Linked DNA regions of Sus scrofa: region 2 is linked to region 1. The links are chromatin contacts, called in public Hi-C maps. All regions are on one chromosome and are shown on one strand. The core of a region is the stretch at or near the end of the contact, and the rest is flanking DNA. Distances in the headings are between cores, read along the strand shown.

What was found. Hi-C and Micro-C count contacts between places; a contact is called where the count stands out from the background.
Region 2: a Hi-C map of skeletal muscle shows a contact between it and region 1, with 3 times the contacts expected there. The contact joins the promoter of LOC110256807 here to the promoter of ZRANB1 in region 1. A contact is called at or near these places in 5 of 47 Hi-C or Micro-C datasets (embryonic fibroblasts, liver, mesenteric adipose tissue and 2 more) and 2 of 2 datasets of contacts at active chromatin or transcription factors (alveolar macrophages and skeletal muscle).

Annotation. Positions count from the first base shown.
Region 1 is chr14:134,251,935-134,256,332 of Sscrofa11.1, reverse strand. ZRANB1 (ubiquitin thioesterase ZRANB1) reads right to left here and starts at 2,406. Exons shown (of 10, transcript XM_013983854.2): 1 at 2,226-2,406.
Region 2 is chr14:134,485,286-134,490,387 of Sscrofa11.1, reverse strand. It overlaps LOC110256807, which reads right to left and starts at 1,690. Exons shown (of 1, transcript XM_021073633.1): 1 at 1-1,690. The coding sequence starts at 1,662. The coding sequence ends at 577. It overlaps CTBP2 (C-terminal-binding protein 2), which reads left to right and starts at 1,583. Exons shown (of 11, transcript XM_021073631.1): 1 at 1,583-1,712.

The DNA of each region.
Region 1 (4,398 bases), core at 1,157-3,656:
AAAAGGCTTCTCAAGAGACAGGGCCCAAAGTAAAGGGAGGATCCTTGAATAGAGCACAAAGAAAGGCACAAAGGAAAGCCAAGAGGAGGACTTCACAGGAACAACAAACAAATCAGTCTGGCTGGAAGGAAGGGTTCACAAAGGGAAGAAATAAGAGTTAAGACTGAAGAATGGATCAGGGCCAGATTATAGAGAAACCTGAAAACCACACCAGGGAGCTTAAACTTTACTTTGCATGTGACAAGGAGTGCTCTCGAAGTTTTATGTTGAGATGTGAGAAGGTGAATATTAAAATATGCAAGATATTATTTACCCAAAGCATTAGTGGGTAAATTTAATGTACAAAAATATTCCAGGTGAAGCCGCACACCACCCTAAGAAAAGGTGTTCAAAGCCCAGGTCCAAGAGCTCATTATCGGGAGGGAGGAAAGTGAGCAGCAGGGCTCAACATTGAATCAAATTAAATACAAAGCTACAGTGGTCTACTTTTGCGATTCCCAAGTATTTAAAGTGTCCATCTATTATAAAAGTAATACAAGTATAAAGTACACTGAACAGCTCTCACTATATCAATTACGCACAGGAGGCAATTTACCTCAAATATACAACTGGATCACGAGTTCTGAAACTATGCTAATTCAGAGACTTTCAATGTTAACATGCCCTAACCCTTATCAGTGTACAAGGGCCACAGGATTAAAATTATACTACCACGAATGAGTTATCTACTATCCATGCACATTTCAAGAGTAAACAAATGGGTGTCTCAACGCTCTGAAGCATTAATAAAAGGTGTTGAAGCATCAACAGAAATAAAAACCCCTCATGGCATTCAAATAATATCCTCCCCAAAGATTAAAATGTGCCCTTGCTGTCCTCTTAGTCCCCCTAACAGCCCTATAAAAATTTTTAATAAAATTTTAGTAGAAGGAGGATACGGCGTATCTCGTTATACGATCCAAAGTCAAGGGACCAGCAGGTTTCTACATGTCTTCACAATTACCTCATTTAATTCATAAGACTAATAACCAGGAGGAGCGATCCGGCTTAATTTTTCACAAACATAGTTTAGATTACTTTGCTAAGGCCCTTGGCACAAGCCAAGATCAAAATTCCTTATGGTTTCCCCTGGCTTATGTTCTGAACACTGAGTCATCCATGTTTGATGAAAACATGGGTACCCTTGAGGTCGCACAAGTGATAAAGAAATCAACTAAAGAGAGACCTCAGAGAGAAAAGCCACTCATTATGTAACGTTTCCCAGAGCTAAAGATTTCTCTTCAACTGTGTTCCCCAAAGAGTATTTTTGTACATTAAATGTACTGACAACAAAATATCATACGGCGAGCACACAGACCAAAATACTGGGCAGAGGAGACGGCGTTTAACCTGAGGGTCTACAGAGTTACGGAAAAGGCAATCAAATAACTGAAAGACTAAATTCTCAACGAGAGAGTTTCAAAACACCAGCGTATCTCAAAGATAATGGGCCGGCTCAAACTTCCAGGCTGAACCTAAACAGGTCCCTGGTGCTTAATGCAAGTATGCATTTCAGTCCTTTTGTCTGTGAAATGACCCACACCAAGCCACAGTGGAGAAAATAGCACCCAGTCGCACTGTACAAGCGTAACTGCGAGGAGAGGGGCAGACAGTCTTTCCACCAGTTCCAGCTCCGCCTCCCCAGCCCACCCCCGTCGCCCCCACCTTTATTTCCTTAGACAGAAAAGGCGACCAGTGGAGGCCACCGCGGGAGGCGGAGAGGAAGCCACCAAGGGACCGAAATCCAAGTTTGGGAACCTGCACCAACTTGTGGCGACGGACCCAAGTATTTCGGGCCTATTGCAGAATGGGAGCAAAATCCCACTCATCTGCCCGTAGGTGGCAGGAAAAGAAGTTGGGGGGAGGGGGAATCTGGCGGAAGAGAGGTGGCCGGGCCGGCGGCGCGTCCAGCCAGCGCGGCTGATCGATGGTCGGTAAACAAGCCGGCGGACCCACCCTCCCACAGCCCCGGGCCTGTCCCCGCACCTGGAAAGCCCAAGATGGAAGCACAGCGGGGCCGGGCCGGGCCCCCTCCCCTCTCCCAGCCTGCGAAGCCGCCTCGGGGGGCGCGGGCGGGCCGCCCGGGAGACCGGCGGCCTGGGCGCCGTCAGGGAGCGAGGGGCCAGGCAGGCCGCGGCGGGGCCGCGAGGGGCCTGCGGCGGGACGCCCTCCCGGGGCCCGGTTACCTGGCGGCGGCGGCGGCGGCTCCTCCTCCAGCTCCTGCTCCTCCTCCCTGTCCGACGCTCGGCGCCCGGCGGCCGCGACGGCCGCGGCGACTCCCGGAGCAGCCCGGGGCAACGAGCCGAGCCCGGCCCCTCTCCGCCTCCCTCCGCGCCGCCGCCCGCCCCGCTGCTGCCGCCTCCGCCCTCTCCCCTCAGTCAGGACATGGTCTCCGCGGGCCCGCGCGCGGCTCCCGGCTGCGGGAGGCAGGGGCAGAGGGGCGGAGAGCAGGCGCGGAGACGGGGGGGGCGCCGGGGGAGGGGGGAGAGAGGGGGGCGGCCTCGGACGCTGCGGGCTCCTAATGGCGGCGGTGCGGGACCCCGGAGCCAAATAAACCCCACGGCAAGCTGCACAACGTCAAGGCCGGACCCCGCCGCTCGCCGCCCTGTCATTGGCCCCGAGGCCGCGAGCGGCGCAGCCAATGGGCAGCCGCCTCTTTCCGGGCGCAGAAGGCGGGCCGCGGAAAGGTGACGTCACCCCGGCGCCCGGCCCGATTGTGAGGAGCCCCGCCCTCTGTGCGGCGGCAGGCCCGCTGGGGCTGCGGGACCTCGGCGGCGGGCGGAGGGCGCCGGGAGGCGGCGGGCCAGCGCGGCGTGCGCAGGGTTTGGGGACGCAGACTGGGCGGCGCGGAGGGCGTCGTGGCAGCTGCACTGCTCCGCGTGACTCTTCCCTGCGACTGATTCACCACCCTTCTAAGTCCACCGCGAAGGCTCCCCGAGCGGACTCCTTAGTGCCCGATTCGGCCTCACTTTGCCTTAGGGAGTTTCAAAGTCTTGATACCAGGGAGGATAAAGATTTAGGTTTTGAAAGTTTAATCTTTATGTATATTTTACGTCTGTTTTTTATTCCTGCTTTCGAGACGGCTATCCATTTATGTGTGTGTATGTGTATATTTATAATGTATGTATTATATATGTACCCATATACATCATGAAAAAGCATGAAGTTATATGCCAATTATATCTCAATTAAAGAAAAAAAACTTTTAAGCCATGGAGGCTGCTTTTTGTGCAGTCTCCACTACCACCACTACCTCCTACCTAACTCTAGTTTTGGGTAAACTGATTTTCTAGTGGTTGCCTTCTCTGTGAAGTCCAAGAGTAAGAAAGAGGATATGTTATAGCCGTGGAAAAAATACAGCCAGGAGAATTAGCAGAGCCCAAGTTCTAAAGAGACTATGTTAAGGAGTTACCTGGTAGCACAGCAGGTTAGAGACCCCTCCTTGTTACTGCTGTGGCACCGGTTCCATCCCTGGCCTGGGAACTTGTACATTCCCAGGGAGGCCAAAAAAATAAAAGGATTTATAAAGAGAATATGTTATATGGTGATGTATTTTGTGTATTTCTTTTTTAATGTAACCATAGCCAGATAGTCTAAGTCATTTTGCTATTTGCTAAGACCCCATGAGTATGTCATATTTTTCTGGCTGGAAAACCGTTTTTTCCCAGTGAAATTTCACCCTGCACTTTTCACAGTTCAGATTTTATTTCGAGAGTTTGAATGACACAAAACACAGCAGCTCTTTAAAAGTTGTAAACCTCTTTAAAAGTTATCTGTTGAAGAACTACAGCGCTGTCAAAGGGCATTTAGCAGTTCTATTGAACACCTCAATAGAAAGAATGTATTTTTCAGAGTTTAATTGGATTTTTATAACTTGGGTGGAGACTATCTAGCATCACTGTACCTGGTATTCGTAGTCTCTCTTTGCATGTGTATGGCAAAGGATGTGTGAGCTACTTCACTATGGCTGAAGAGTAATAATCTATATAGCTTCCTTTCCCCAACAGTTTGTTTTGTAATTATTGATATGTTTTATCCTCGTAGCCATTTCTATGATAGATTTTCGATAACCACCACCTTTCCAGAGAAACATTATTTGCTCAAGGATGCATCAATAAATTGAAATGCAATAGTCTTTTGCCTACAAAACTTAATACACATTCTCAAACATATAACTAACACAATGGTACATAAAATTACATCACGTTATTGTGTAAGAACAAATGATTCCACCAACATGTCACTTTGAAAATATTTTAAGAGCCTTCCTGAATCTCACCTACAAGTTAGCAAGAACCACAGGATTGGGTGTTCTGCTTAACTGGGGTTGTAGTTCTTTTTGTTAAAGGAAAGGGATAT
Region 2 (5,102 bases), core at 441-2,940, 230 kb before region 1:
CGCAGCTTTAGCAAACGAGTAGCGAGAACTCACCCCCCGCTGCGGGCGGGCGCTGGAGTTTTAAAAATGTCAATAGACCGAGAGGCCTAGAGCAGAGCTCTTCGGGATGCAGAAGAGGGTCCAGCGGTTCGGTGGCCCTTTCTCTGGCCCCAGGCCCCAGCCCAAGTTTCCTCCGGTTGGTAGGGTGTGGTGCACTCCGGGTACGTGGGAGGCTCAACTCCGCCACTCAGATCCGGGCATGGCAGTCCCTGCGGCCTGCAGAGGCCAGACCTCACACACCCCTTCCCACGCCTTTGCTGCTCAACGTCTCAATCCAGTTCCTAACATCTCAATATGGTTTTTAAACAGATCGAGACTAAGGGCTCCATTCAGCCCAAGAGGGGCTCTTGCAGGACGCGCGGCCGATCTCAGAGACGTGAGATGAGTTTGGGGGGCTCTGGGGCGCAGGCAAAAGAGCCCTCCCAGCCCGCAGCCGCTGACTCCTTTCCGCAAACTGGGCTCCCACACCGCGGGTCACGGGCGTGCAATTTCGTCTAGGTGCGGCCGGCGCTCGGCCTGGATCCTGGTGTTCAGACACTAACCTCGGCGCGTTGGGGCGGCGCGCGAGCCCAGGTCCTTGATTCTCTGGAGCCGCTGCGGCCGCAGAGCGCCTCCGTCCCGCGAGGCCCGGAGCTCCCACCCAAGGCGAGGCTTTAAAAATAGCCCCGGCGAGATCCAAGCAACAGGAAGGAACATTTTTTTTTTTTGATGTGTAAAAAATGTTTTTGCTTCTTGTAGGGAACGCAACCGCTGCAAGTTCCAGCACACAGGGCTCCCTCTGCGCGCACCCACAGCTATCGCCGCCCCTCGGGCCAGGCGCGGGCACCGTCTCCCGGATCCGGATTTGGGGAGCGCAAGTGCCCCCTGTGGCCGGCCTGCGCCTGACCCCGCGGGCCTTGAGAAGGCACAGGCAGCCGGCGCGGGGGCCCGGGAGGAAGTTGGAGCCGTGGGGCCGGGAAGGGGGCAGGTCGTCGGCGCCGTGGGCCCGGCGGGGGCCCGAAGGAGCCAGGGCCGCCTCGGGGCGCCGCGCCGCGGTCCGCCCGGGCTCGCGTCCCCCCACGTGGCCGGCCGCCCGGGGCCCCACGTGGAAGGGGCGGAGGAGGAAGGAGGGCGAAGGCAGGGCCGGACTCCTGGCCGCCGCCGCCGCTGGACCCCCACCCCTGCCGCCAGGGCCCCAGCGTTACGCGAGGGCCTCCCGGGCGGGGCCTGGCCGGGGAGTGCCCGCCGCGCCCGGCCCCCTCGCCCGCCCGCCGCGCCTGTGTGCACTTTCGCGGAGCCACTAATCCCCGAGAGAGCCGATTTGTAGTGAAGAGTATCCGTAGGGGGCGAGGCCGGCCCATGTGGGGTTGTGTCATTGGTTTGCAAAGAGAGACCCCGCCTTTGCCCAAAAAAAAAAAAGAAAAAAGGAGAAAAAAAAAAAAAAAAAAAAAAAAAAAAAGGAGCGAGGAGTGAGCGGGCGGCGACCCTCACCTCGCCTCCCGCCTCGCTCCTGCGCAGCCAGCGGCCACCGGGAGACGCAGTCGGCGTCGCTTCTTTCCCTTTCCTTTTCTCTCCGTTTTCCTCCTCCTTCCCCGGAGGAGAAAACAAATAAAGAAGAGCAAATAGCCGGGAGGCGCTCGGCATCCAGGACGCTCCCTCCCCCGATCCAAGTTGGAATTAGCATCCTCTTGGGGGTGAGCGAAGCGCGGGGCGAGGGCGGGCCGGGGACCCCCAGCGCAGCCCCCTCCCGGCCGGCGGGCGTGGGGCCGGGACGGAGCTGGGGAGGATCGGGAGCCGGGTGGGCGGAGGAAGGGGGTGGGGTGGGTGGGGAAGTAGGAAGAGGCTCGGCGGTGAGGGGAGGAGGAGGAAGGGAAGGGGAGGGATAGGGTGGGGAGGGGAGAGAAGGGGGAGGAGAGGGAAGGGCAGTAGGGGGAGGGGCGGGGAGCTGGAGAGATTAAGTTTTTGTGTGTGTGTCCCTGTGTGCGTGTGTCATTTTAAGGTGGCCCGGGAGCGGCCCAGAAGAGCCGGCGGCGGCCCAAGGAGCGAGGGACGGAGCCGGGAGCCATGCCGCGCTGAGGGGGGGGCCGCACAGCCGCCGCCACCGCCACCGCCGCCGGGTGGGGTGGGAGGGGCGGGAGCCGCCGCCGCTGCCGCCGCCGCCGCCGCCGCCGCCGCCGCCTCCCGGGTGGGCGCCCTTCGCCTTGGACGCCGGCGGCCCAGGACGAGGTAAGGGGGGCCCCGGGGGAGGGCTGGGGCCGCCGCCGCCCCCGCCCCCGCCTCACCTGCGGCCACGGGCTGGGGGCGCCGCGCCCGCGCCTCACTGCGCCACTGGGGGAGGAGGAGGAGGGCGAAGGACACGGAGCCGGCATCCGAGGACATCTTTGGTCTGCGCCCCCGGCCCGGTGTCCCTGCTCGGCGCTTGGGGGTGGGCGCCGGCCTGGGGGTCCTTGCCCGCGCCCCCCCCCCCCGCCACCGCGGATCGCGCCCGCTGGCCGCCGTTTGCGCCAGGATTTTTGTTGTTGTGATGAGAGTTGATGAATGCGAAGTAGGCGGTCACCTTCCTTCCCATCAGGATTGGGAAAAAAAAAAAAAAAAAAAAAAAAAAAGAAACCCCGAGTGCGGCGGCGTCCGGAGGGCAGCGGCGGCGGCGGCGTCTCGGCGACGGTTTCCTAGGTGCCCCCGGCTCCCATTCCCCGAGGCCGGTGGGTGCGCGCGCGGGGGCTGCCAGCGACCCAGGCCGAGCGCGCGGCACGCCGCGGGGACAATACACCCGGATCCCTCGGGACCGGGAGTCCGAGCGCGCCGGGCCTTTCGCCTGCGGGGCGGGGGCGGGGGAGGGGAGCTGAGGGTCCACTGGGAAACCGGGGCGCGCTCGGCTCGGGGCCCCCAGGGGAGCGGCCCCTGCCGGCAGGGGATCCCGCGCGGCGCCCCGGGAGCGCAAGTGAAAGACGGGAAAGGAGGCGAAGTGGAACCCTTTTGTTTTGCCGGCCCCGCATTGTTGGCTTCTCCGGGCAGCCGGGCCACATCTGCCGCCGCCACCACCACTGCCGCGCCGGGCTCGGCCCGCCAAAGTCGCAGCGGGGCGGGGGCCCGGGGCGAGCCGGGCGGCGGGCGCGGGCGCGGGCGGGGGCCGGGCTGGCTGGGCATTTCCTCTGCCCGGCCGCGCTCCCGCCAGCACCACTTCCTCCTCGCCCGCCGCCGCTGCCGCCGCCGCCGCCGCCGCCGCCGCCGCCGCCGCCGCGAACCCGGCCCGCCGGCCTCCCCCGCCCTGGCCGCACTTTTCGGGTGGGGCGATCCAAAAAGAAAAAGTTTCGCAGGAGGGGCTGGCGGGGGCGCGCCCCGGGCCGCGGTAACTCGGCGCGGCGCAGCGACAGCCGGGCGGCCGCGGTCGCCTCTTCCTCCTTGTCCTCCGCGGCGCCGGACGGACCCGAGCGACCAGAGGGAAGCGCCTTTCTTTCTCTCCCTCGCGCTCTTCCCAACGCCCCGGGGCAAGTTGGGCAGAGGCGCCCGGGAGCCGAGGCGCGCAGAGATCTTTCACCAGCGGGAGGCCCGCGGCGTGGCCGGTCGTGCGCAGCCCACGCAGCTCCCTGGTGCTGGGAGGCCGCGGGCCCGGGAGCTCGGCGCGGTCACCGCTGGCCGCAGCGAGACACACACACGCGCACACACTCCCTCCGGTGGCTCGCTTGCCGCCGCCGCCGATGGTCACGGACACTGTGTGCGTGTGCGCGAGAGTGCGTGTGGTGCTTCCAGCCCCCGAATACTTTTTCCCGAGGCGGCCCAAGCAGCAGTTGGCTCCAGGGGTCCCCTTGTTTAGTATTTGACGGGGGAAAGGAGGAATTTTTGGTAGAAATCCCCGCTTGTTCTGCGACCTTGCGGTGGAGGCGGCTGGCAGTGGCCTACGTCGTGAAGCAGGGCTCACTTGCCCTATCCGGGGTAAACAGATCATTCTGGATTTTTCCCCTCTTTAAAGACTGGAGGATCGGGTTAAGTTCTTAGAGTCAGATGTGAATGGCTCGAAGGGTAGACAAGAGAATTCTATAAATATGCATTGGGAATTTAAAATGCTAAGTGCCTTATTTGCAATTCTGTTGGATATTGTAGAGACTGGTATATTTTTATCTGACATGGATAATTTGGCGGGGACGTTTATTTTGGTTAGTTTACTAAGTGATTCTGCCTCCCGACTTTGGCGAACTATGTATCAAATTCTCCGTACTACTCTTTCAAAGAAGACACTCTTCTTTGCTGGGTGCTTGGGTTCAAAGACAGTCTAAAATTTACCTCTTGTTCTGTACCTAAGACTGCTGTTCTGCCTCTAGGGTTCTCAAAGTAGAACTTGGTAGATTTCATGTACTTCGGAGTATTCCACTGTTTTGATTTTTTGAATAACATTTTTTACATGTTGGAGTAATGGGAGCTTAAAGGATCTTGTTTTCATAATTTGATTTCAAAGAGTACTTCTTAGAGCAATTATAAAGTAATATTCAAAATGCTCATTAAACAGTTTCAGTCAAACAGGCTTTAATATTGAAACAGCATTTCTTTTCTCTTTTTCAAGTACGAGGGTCTGTATCCCAGAGTTGAAACACTAAATATCCTTTTGTCTAGCATCAGATCTCTGAGCTGCTGCCACCGCTCCGGTCAAAACCCCTTTTTATTGCCCCCCAAAGAAAAGTTAACGAGAGGGTAGATTTCAAGCAAAAAAGCAGGCCCTCCTTGCAGAATAGGCTTCCATTTGCCATCGAAGTTGAATGTTAGCCGTGAATGCACTTGCCTTTAATGAAACCAGTTTAATCGTTCACACTTGATCAAGTATAACAGGACCAAACAAAGGAAATAAGCCAGCATATTTCTGTAGAGCATTGAGGGGTTTAGTGTAAGTGTTGGTGTAGGGTCACCCCCTCCCCCACTCTGTCCCCTGTACAGAGTGAAGGCAGAGAATTTATGGCATTGATTGGTTTTCTGTGCCTGAGGGGTAGAGGACCCCAGTTTGTCCTGGTAGAAAGCAGCTATTAGAGGGAAATAAAAAATCTTGGTTTTGGAGCTTGCTTTGGACCGGACAGGGTGCTTTTGGGTTTAAATCT